2 separate regions of the Ovis aries genome follow, and region 1 is linked to region 2. A link is a contact called in public Hi-C data. All regions are on one chromosome and are shown on one strand. Each heading gives the region's core, a stretch centred on a gene start, on an enhancer-like site or on the middle of the called end of the contact. The rest is flanking DNA. Distances are from core to core; before and after follow the strand shown. Region 1 overlaps NSD1 (nuclear receptor binding SET domain protein 1). Region 2 has its middle 9.8 kb from the start of NSD1.

Region 1 (3,726 bases), core at 411-2,910, 92 kb before region 2:
GTAAAGCAATTATCCTTCAATTAAAAAATTAAGTAAAAAAATTTTTTTTAAAGTCAACTATATTTCTTACATACTAGCAATGGGAAATCCAAGAATGAAACTAAGAAAATAATCTTATTTATAATAGCACCAAAAAAGGATAAAAATACTAAGGGACAAAACGAACAGAAGAAATGCAAGAGTTGTACACTGAAAACTACAAAACATTGTTGAAAGAAAACAAAGATGACCTAAATTAATGAAATGCCATCTCTTGTTCATAGGTTGGAAAACCTAACATTGTTACAATGCCAACACTGCTCAAATTGACCTATGATTCAGCACAACCTCTATCAAAATCCCAGCTGGCTTTTCAGCAGAAATGATAAGAAGCACCTAAAATAAATACAGAAATGCAAAAATCCAGAAGAGTCAAAATGGTCTTGAAAAGGGATAACGTTGGAAGACTTGTACTTTCTGATTTCAGAGCTACACTAATTAATTACTACAAAGATTAAGAATTTGTGGTACTGGCATATAGACAGACATATATAGTAATAAAAAAGAATTGAGAGTCCAGAAATAAACTATCACATTTATGGTCAAAAGATTTTCAAAGAGGGTGCCAGGACCATTCAATGGGGAAAGAATACCCTTCTTCACAAATGGTGCTGAGACAACTAGATTAACAATGGTTACTTGAGCTATGAAACCAAAAGCACAAAGAACCAAAGAAAAAATGGGCAAATCAGACTTTGTCAAAATTAAGAATGTCTGTGCTTCAAAATATATGATTATAAATAAAAATGGTGACCCACAAAATATGAGAAAATATGTGCAAATCATATCTAATAGTGGACTTATATAGAGACCATGTAAAGAATTCTTACAATTAAATAATAAAGACAAACAGCCCAAAAAACATTTTAAGTGATCAAAAAACATATAAAAAAAGATGTTCAATATGGTCAGTCATCAGGGAAATGCAAATCAAAATCATAGTAATGAAATACCACTTGACACCAGCCAGGACAGCTTTGTCAAATAGGTGTATATGTAAAGGTAGACACCTTTGCAAAACATTCTGGCAGTTCCTCAAAACTTGTACAGCAGGAAGGCAGAATCAGTTAAGAAGTTACAGTACCCCAGGGCAAGTGCAAACCCATGAAAAACAGCACTGAAATGGATTAGAAGAGCCAATTCACTTTACCTGAGACTGCCACTCTAAAAGCAAGCACAATTGAGCTCCCCCTTAAAGCTGAATGTTGGAGGTGTCCAACATTGCAGTTTTTTCGTTTCTGTCTAATCTGACTGGGAACCCAAGAGAAGTCACACAGTTTGGACTCTTGGAGGCACTACAAATAAGGGAGAGAGGGAACATGTTGTGGAACCAGAGGGGCTATAGTGACATAGACAGGGGCCAGATTGGTAAGACTGGGAGAAAGTACTAAACTCCTGGCTTCTCTCTACAAACGGAGGTAAAAGAGGGAGTATTTGGAAATCTGGATTTTTAGAAAATTGACCAAGGGACTAGTACCTGTTTGGCCTGCTTGTGGAAGCTAACAGAGAGCTGGCTTCTTCAGATACCTGGGAGCTGCTGAGAATTAAAGACAGTGAGAAAGCTTGTTGCAATAGCAACAACTAACTTGCAGTACTGCAGAAAAACACAAGAGGAAGCAAGAGATTGCAAACTCCTGAAAAAGAAACAGACAAACCTCTCTGATTAGGAAACTACACACACAAGCCCACAGAAGCCCATTCTACAAAGATTCCAGAGGTCCCCAGAATCTCTAGCCAATATGATTGGTATGCCTTCCCCTATATGAAGCCAGTCTGTAAAGACACAAAAAAGTGGCTGTTTAATCAAATTCAAATGCATGAAACTAGGGCCAGGGGGGTAGGGGTAGGAGGGATTATGAAATATATGAAGAAACAAGGAAACACATCCCAAAGAATCAAAATAAATCTTCAGAAACTAACCATAAACTAACAGAGATCTATGAATTATCAAAGAATTCAAAACAATTGTATTAAGGAAACTCAGTGATCTACAAGAGAACACCGATGTCTAAAAGAAATCATGACAGTCAACAAAAAACAGTAACAGTCAAAAAAAATACTAGAATTCTTTAAGACTAAAATACTATTTTATAGAAAAACCTGTAAGTACTTTTTAAAATCCAGATGCATATCAAAATTATCTTGGGATTTCTTGAAGAATACAAATGCCCAGATAGTACTTTTTTCTCCAAAGCTCTAGAAGTGTTTCTAATGAGTGGTCATGTTTAAAAACAAGTACACTCTATGATGATTTTTAAATTATCTAGTTTATTTTACTTCTTCTATTTCAAAATCAGTGCTACTATTTTATTCAGCATGTTTTCTAATTTCTCCATCCTTTTTAAAAAATTTTTCTTTCTTAAGTCTTTATAAGCATAATAGAAAAGCTTTTGTGTGGGTGTATGCATATATATATATATTATGTATAACATATATTTTGGAAAAAATGAGTTATTGTCTAGCAAAAAATTTTATGACATTCATTCCATTTGTTTGACTTAATCTGAATGCGAGATTTCTAATTTATATTCACTCAAAACTTTGATATAATTCCATGCATTTTGGCATCAAGTATTACAGCTAAAAGTTTAGAAAGCTTATCATCTTAGTGATTTTAAAACACCTTTTGAATGAGGCTTGAAATTTCTAATCCAATTCTGAGAACCTAAAGAAATACTATGTTCTGTAAAAAACAAACAAAACTAAGAAATTAACATGTGATACAACATTATTAACTAAACTACAGACTTTGTTCAAAATTTCACACATTTTTATCCTAGTATCCATTATTTGTTTTCTTTTCATACCTTATTCAAAACTCCACTTTGTATTCAACTACACTGAGCAACTGAAGCTGCATGCAACAAATTCTGGAAAAATCTCTTTGCATTTTTATTTTCTATTTTCTTGCTATGGCTTCTTAAGATACACCCACTGTTTAAAAGTGGACAATTAATTTCCAAACACAAGGGATTTTAAAAGTATCTTTGATATAAATTTCTCATTCTGATACTAATTGCTCATTTAAATGCTTACTTCTCTGCAACTGCCCTTTGTGCTTTTTCAGTCTTCTAACTTTACTGAAGCTTTCAATGGCTAGGTCAAAGATCTTTCTTGGTAAAGGTCACATTACACTTGAAAATATACAGGTTATTTTCCAAAAAATCATTTAAATGCTTTCTTCTGTGCAATCACCCTTTGTGTTTTTTCAGTCTTTATTGAAACTTTCAATGGCTAGGTCAAAGATCTTTCTTGGTAAATGTCACATTACACTTGAAAATTTACGGGTTATTTTCAAATATCTTTTGCTACTGATCTCTAACATAATTCCACAGTGATAAGATAACACTCTGATTTCAGTACCTTTCAGCTCAGTTCAGTCTCTTTGGACTCTTTGCCACCCCATGGACTACAGCACGTGAGGGTTTCCTGTCTATCATCAACTCCCGGGGCTTAAGCAAACTCATGTTTGAGTAAACAAATGTCCATCAAGTCAGTGATGTCATCCAGCCATCTCATCCTCTGTCGTCCCCTTCTACTCCAGCATTCAATCTATCCCAGAATCAGGGTCTTTTCCAATGAGTCAGTTCTTAGCAGGTGGCCAAAGTATTGGAGTTTCAGCTTCAGCATCAGTCCTTTCAATGAACACCCAGAACTGATCTTTAGGATTGACTGGTTGGATCTCCT
Region 2 (3,463 bases), core at 15-2,514:
CTTCCCTGGTGGTGCAGTGCTTAAGGCTCCATGTTTCCAATGCAAAGGTGTGGGTTCAATCCTTGGTTGGGGAACTAAGATCCCACATGCAGCACAATGTGGCCAAAAATTTAATTAATTAAATTAATTTTAACAAATTAATTAAATAATTAATTAAAAAGAAAGAAAAAGAAAAAATCAGTTGACCATAGAAGCCTGGGTTTCTTCTTGAATTCTCAATCTATTCCATTGACCAATAGATCTTTTATAAAATTTAATTTTAATTGGAGGTAAATTGCTTTACAATGTTGTATTGGTTTCTGCCATACAGTAACTCGAATCATCCATACTTATGCATATATTCCCTCCTTCCCCTCACCCTTCTAGGTCATCACAGAGCACCAGGCTGGGCTCCCTGTATATATATATAGCAACTTCCCACCAGCTGTCTATTTTACACAATAGTGTATACATATCAACGCTTTCTCCGTTCGTTCTACCTTCTCCTTCCCCCGTGTCCACAAGTCCCTTCTCTACATGTGCATCTCCATTCCTTCCCTGCAAACAGGTCAATCAGTACCATTTTGCTAGATTCCATATATATGTGTTAATATATATGATATTTGTTTTTCTATTTCCGATTTATTTCACTCTGTGTAACAGGCTCTAGGTTCATCCACCTCACTATCACTGACTCAATAGATCTATCTTTATGCCAGTAGTACAAAGTCTTTTCTTTTTTTTTATGGAAAAGCATGTTATTTTAACTATAGCAGTGTGTACATGTCAATCTCAAACACCCAATCTATCCCTCCCACCCTTATAAATTATAGTCTAAATTGCCTGATTTTTTTTTTTTTTTTTTGGTCCCATACCTCCATCTTTCTCATTGTCTAGAATAGACATACCAAGAAGTTAGGACTCATTCACTGCTGTGTTGCCAGCGCCTTGGTGCAGAGTAGATGCTTACAGATATTTGTGGATTGAATGAGTAAATCAAATGAAACTTATTAAATGTCTTATTGAATGAATAACACTGAATAAGTACAATGTTTTGGGAAGAAGTCAGTTGGGAGGGGGAAGTTGGGGGTACGATAATGATGAGAGATCAAGGAGGTGCAAGGAGGTACAGGGTATTTGAATGGGGCCATAGCGGGATGGGTGCCCCAAAGAGCAGATGAGAAACCCCTTAATATTTGAGACATGCAGGGAAAGGCAAGGGGCCTCAGCTATGTTTTAAGTGGGAAGGGAAGGAAATTGAGAGAGGTCCCACCCAGTACCTCTGTGTTCTCCAGAGATAGGAAGTGAGAGGGAAGGGAGGGGCTTGCAGGCTCAAGGAAGCAGAGGACAGCTGAGTGACCTTGGGGCCAGAGCCCAGGCTTGGACCTAACAAGTGGGCACTCTCCACTCATGATTGGATCCCCTCCAGGGTTCTAGGGGGAAATGGCTACCAGATAAAAGGTCAAGGGGTGATGCATGTGAAGTCAAGGCCTTGGGGCTCAGGCTGGCTGAAGCAGAGGAGAAGCCATAGCACAGGGCCCCTGACCTCAGGCAACATTTCCTAAACCCTACATACGAGCCACCGCTGGGCACACATTGGTTAGTGTGGAGTGTTACCTCCTGTGGGACACTTCTCAAGGCTAAAGTGACCTGAGGCAGATCACAGGCCAACATGGTTGGGGTAGGAGCAAAGGCAAGCCGTGAGGCCAGTTTGAGAGTGGAAGTGAATTAAATGAACCCTGCCTCCCTCAGTGACTTTGGCTGATCTCTGGACTTGTTGGCTACATATTTTCGTCTGTAGATTTGTAATATTCTTGAATCTTTGGGAGATCTTGGAAGATTTTTTTCTTAATTCCTTATATTCTTAATTTTAAACTTACATAAGGAGCTCCTTTAGATTTACTCATAGTTTTAAAAACTCACATATCATTTTTGTGCATTCATAAACAGAAAAATAAAAGTGCTATAAATTAATTAAGGTATTTTTAAAACTTCTTTACATTTGAATGTAGACTCCTGAATCACTTTTTTTGGTTCAGAATTGTTGATGTTCATGTTAATTTGTTCAATTATCCTTCTTTGTGTTATCAGATCATTTGTGACATGGCCTTTCTTAAGGGTGCTCCATGGAACTTCCTTGGTGGTCTAGTGGTTAAGAATCTGCCTGACAATGCAGGGGACACAAGTTTGATCCCTGGTTCAGAAGGATCTCACATGCCTCAGGGCAACTAAGCCCAAGTGCTACAACTCTGAGCCCACACTCTAGAGCCAGGAGCCTCAACTGCTGAAGCACACAGGCCCTAGAGCCCATGCTCCCCAACAAGAGAAGTCACCTCAATGAGAAGCCTGTGCACTGCAATAAGAGCAGCCTCCACTCGCACGTATAGAAAGCCTGCATGCCGAAACAAAGACCCAGTGCAGCCAAAAAGAAATACATGAATAAACAAATATTTTAAAAAATTTAAAAGGGCTCCATTATTGTCCCCAGGATTATCCTTCAAACCACTGATACCCATTCTCTTATGTGGATACTTTCCCACATATGAGCTTGATGAAGCTCATAAATTAGGTTTTTCTCAATTAAATACCTCAGTTTAATAGGATGGATTTTATTTTTTTAACAGCAAGGCCTTCAAACATGCTTTTAAGAATTAGATTTTTCTGTTTTTTAAACAGTGTCTCAGATTGAATTTATAGCTTTCTAGTTACTTTTGTTTTAAGCCTCAGTTCTTAGAAGATACTTTTGTATCTTTTTTTTCCTTTTCTTTTCAGAAGATATTTCTGAAGAGTATGAAGGAAATGTAATGGGATCTGGTTGAGTGGCTGAAGGGAGAGAGAATTTTAAGAAGTCATCAGGAGCAGACTATGAAGAGCTCTGAGGCCTGGAATTTAATTCCACTGGCATGGGGAGTGCCACAATCAGATACAACATCAGAAAACATGAACCTGGGACTATGTGGAAGATGAGTGTGAAGGCAGAGATACCTGGGAAGATGCTGGGACCATGAGTCAAAAGGTAGCTATGGTCTTTACCAGAGCAATGGCAGGAAAATGGGGATAAAGCATGGACTAAATCTGGGGGATGTTATATATAGCATGATGATTATAGTTAATAACACTGTTTTGCATGTTTGAAAGTTGCTGAGAGAGTAGATTTTAAAATCTTCATCCAAGAAAAAAAATTTTTGTAATTGTATATGGTGATGGATATTAACTAGGCTGATGTAGTGATCATTTCACAACATGTATAAATATTGAATTATTACATTGTATACTTGAAACTAACACATGTTATATATCAGGTATACCTCAATATTAAAAAAAAAAAAATGGACCAAGAATGGCTTCAGAAAGTAGAAAGGGCAGGACATGGAGACTGTATGGGAGCATGACGGAGTATGAAGAGCCAGAGCAAGGGTCCAGACTTCCAGGCTAGAGAGATGGCTGCATCAGCCACTAAGATGGCAGACATAAGGAATACAGC

What was found. Hi-C and Micro-C count contacts between places; a contact is called where the count stands out from the background.
Region 1: a contact with region 2 is called in a Hi-C map of liver, with 1.9 times the contacts expected there. The contact joins two enhancer-like sites. A contact is called at or near these places in 5 of 16 Hi-C or Micro-C datasets (hypothalamus, liver, muscle and 2 more).

Annotation. Positions count from the first base shown.
Region 1 is chr5:36,408,230-36,411,955 of ARS-UI_Ramb_v3.0, reverse strand. All of the region lies in intron 6 of NSD1 (nuclear receptor binding SET domain protein 1), which reads right to left. Among named protein-coding and RNA genes, the nearest start is that of RAB24, 70 kb to the left of the region's middle. Within about 2 kb of position 1,660, at least 2 of the 54 cell types and tissues checked have an H3K27ac peak or open chromatin away from gene starts, as enhancers often do. A contact at or near this core is called in liver, where this site is marked.
Region 2 is chr5:36,316,167-36,319,629 of ARS-UI_Ramb_v3.0, reverse strand. No RefSeq gene overlaps it. Among named protein-coding and RNA genes, the nearest start is that of NSD1, 9.8 kb to the left of the region's middle. Within about 2 kb of position 1,264, at least 2 of the 54 cell types and tissues checked have an H3K27ac peak or open chromatin away from gene starts, as enhancers often do. A contact at or near this core is called in liver, where this site is marked.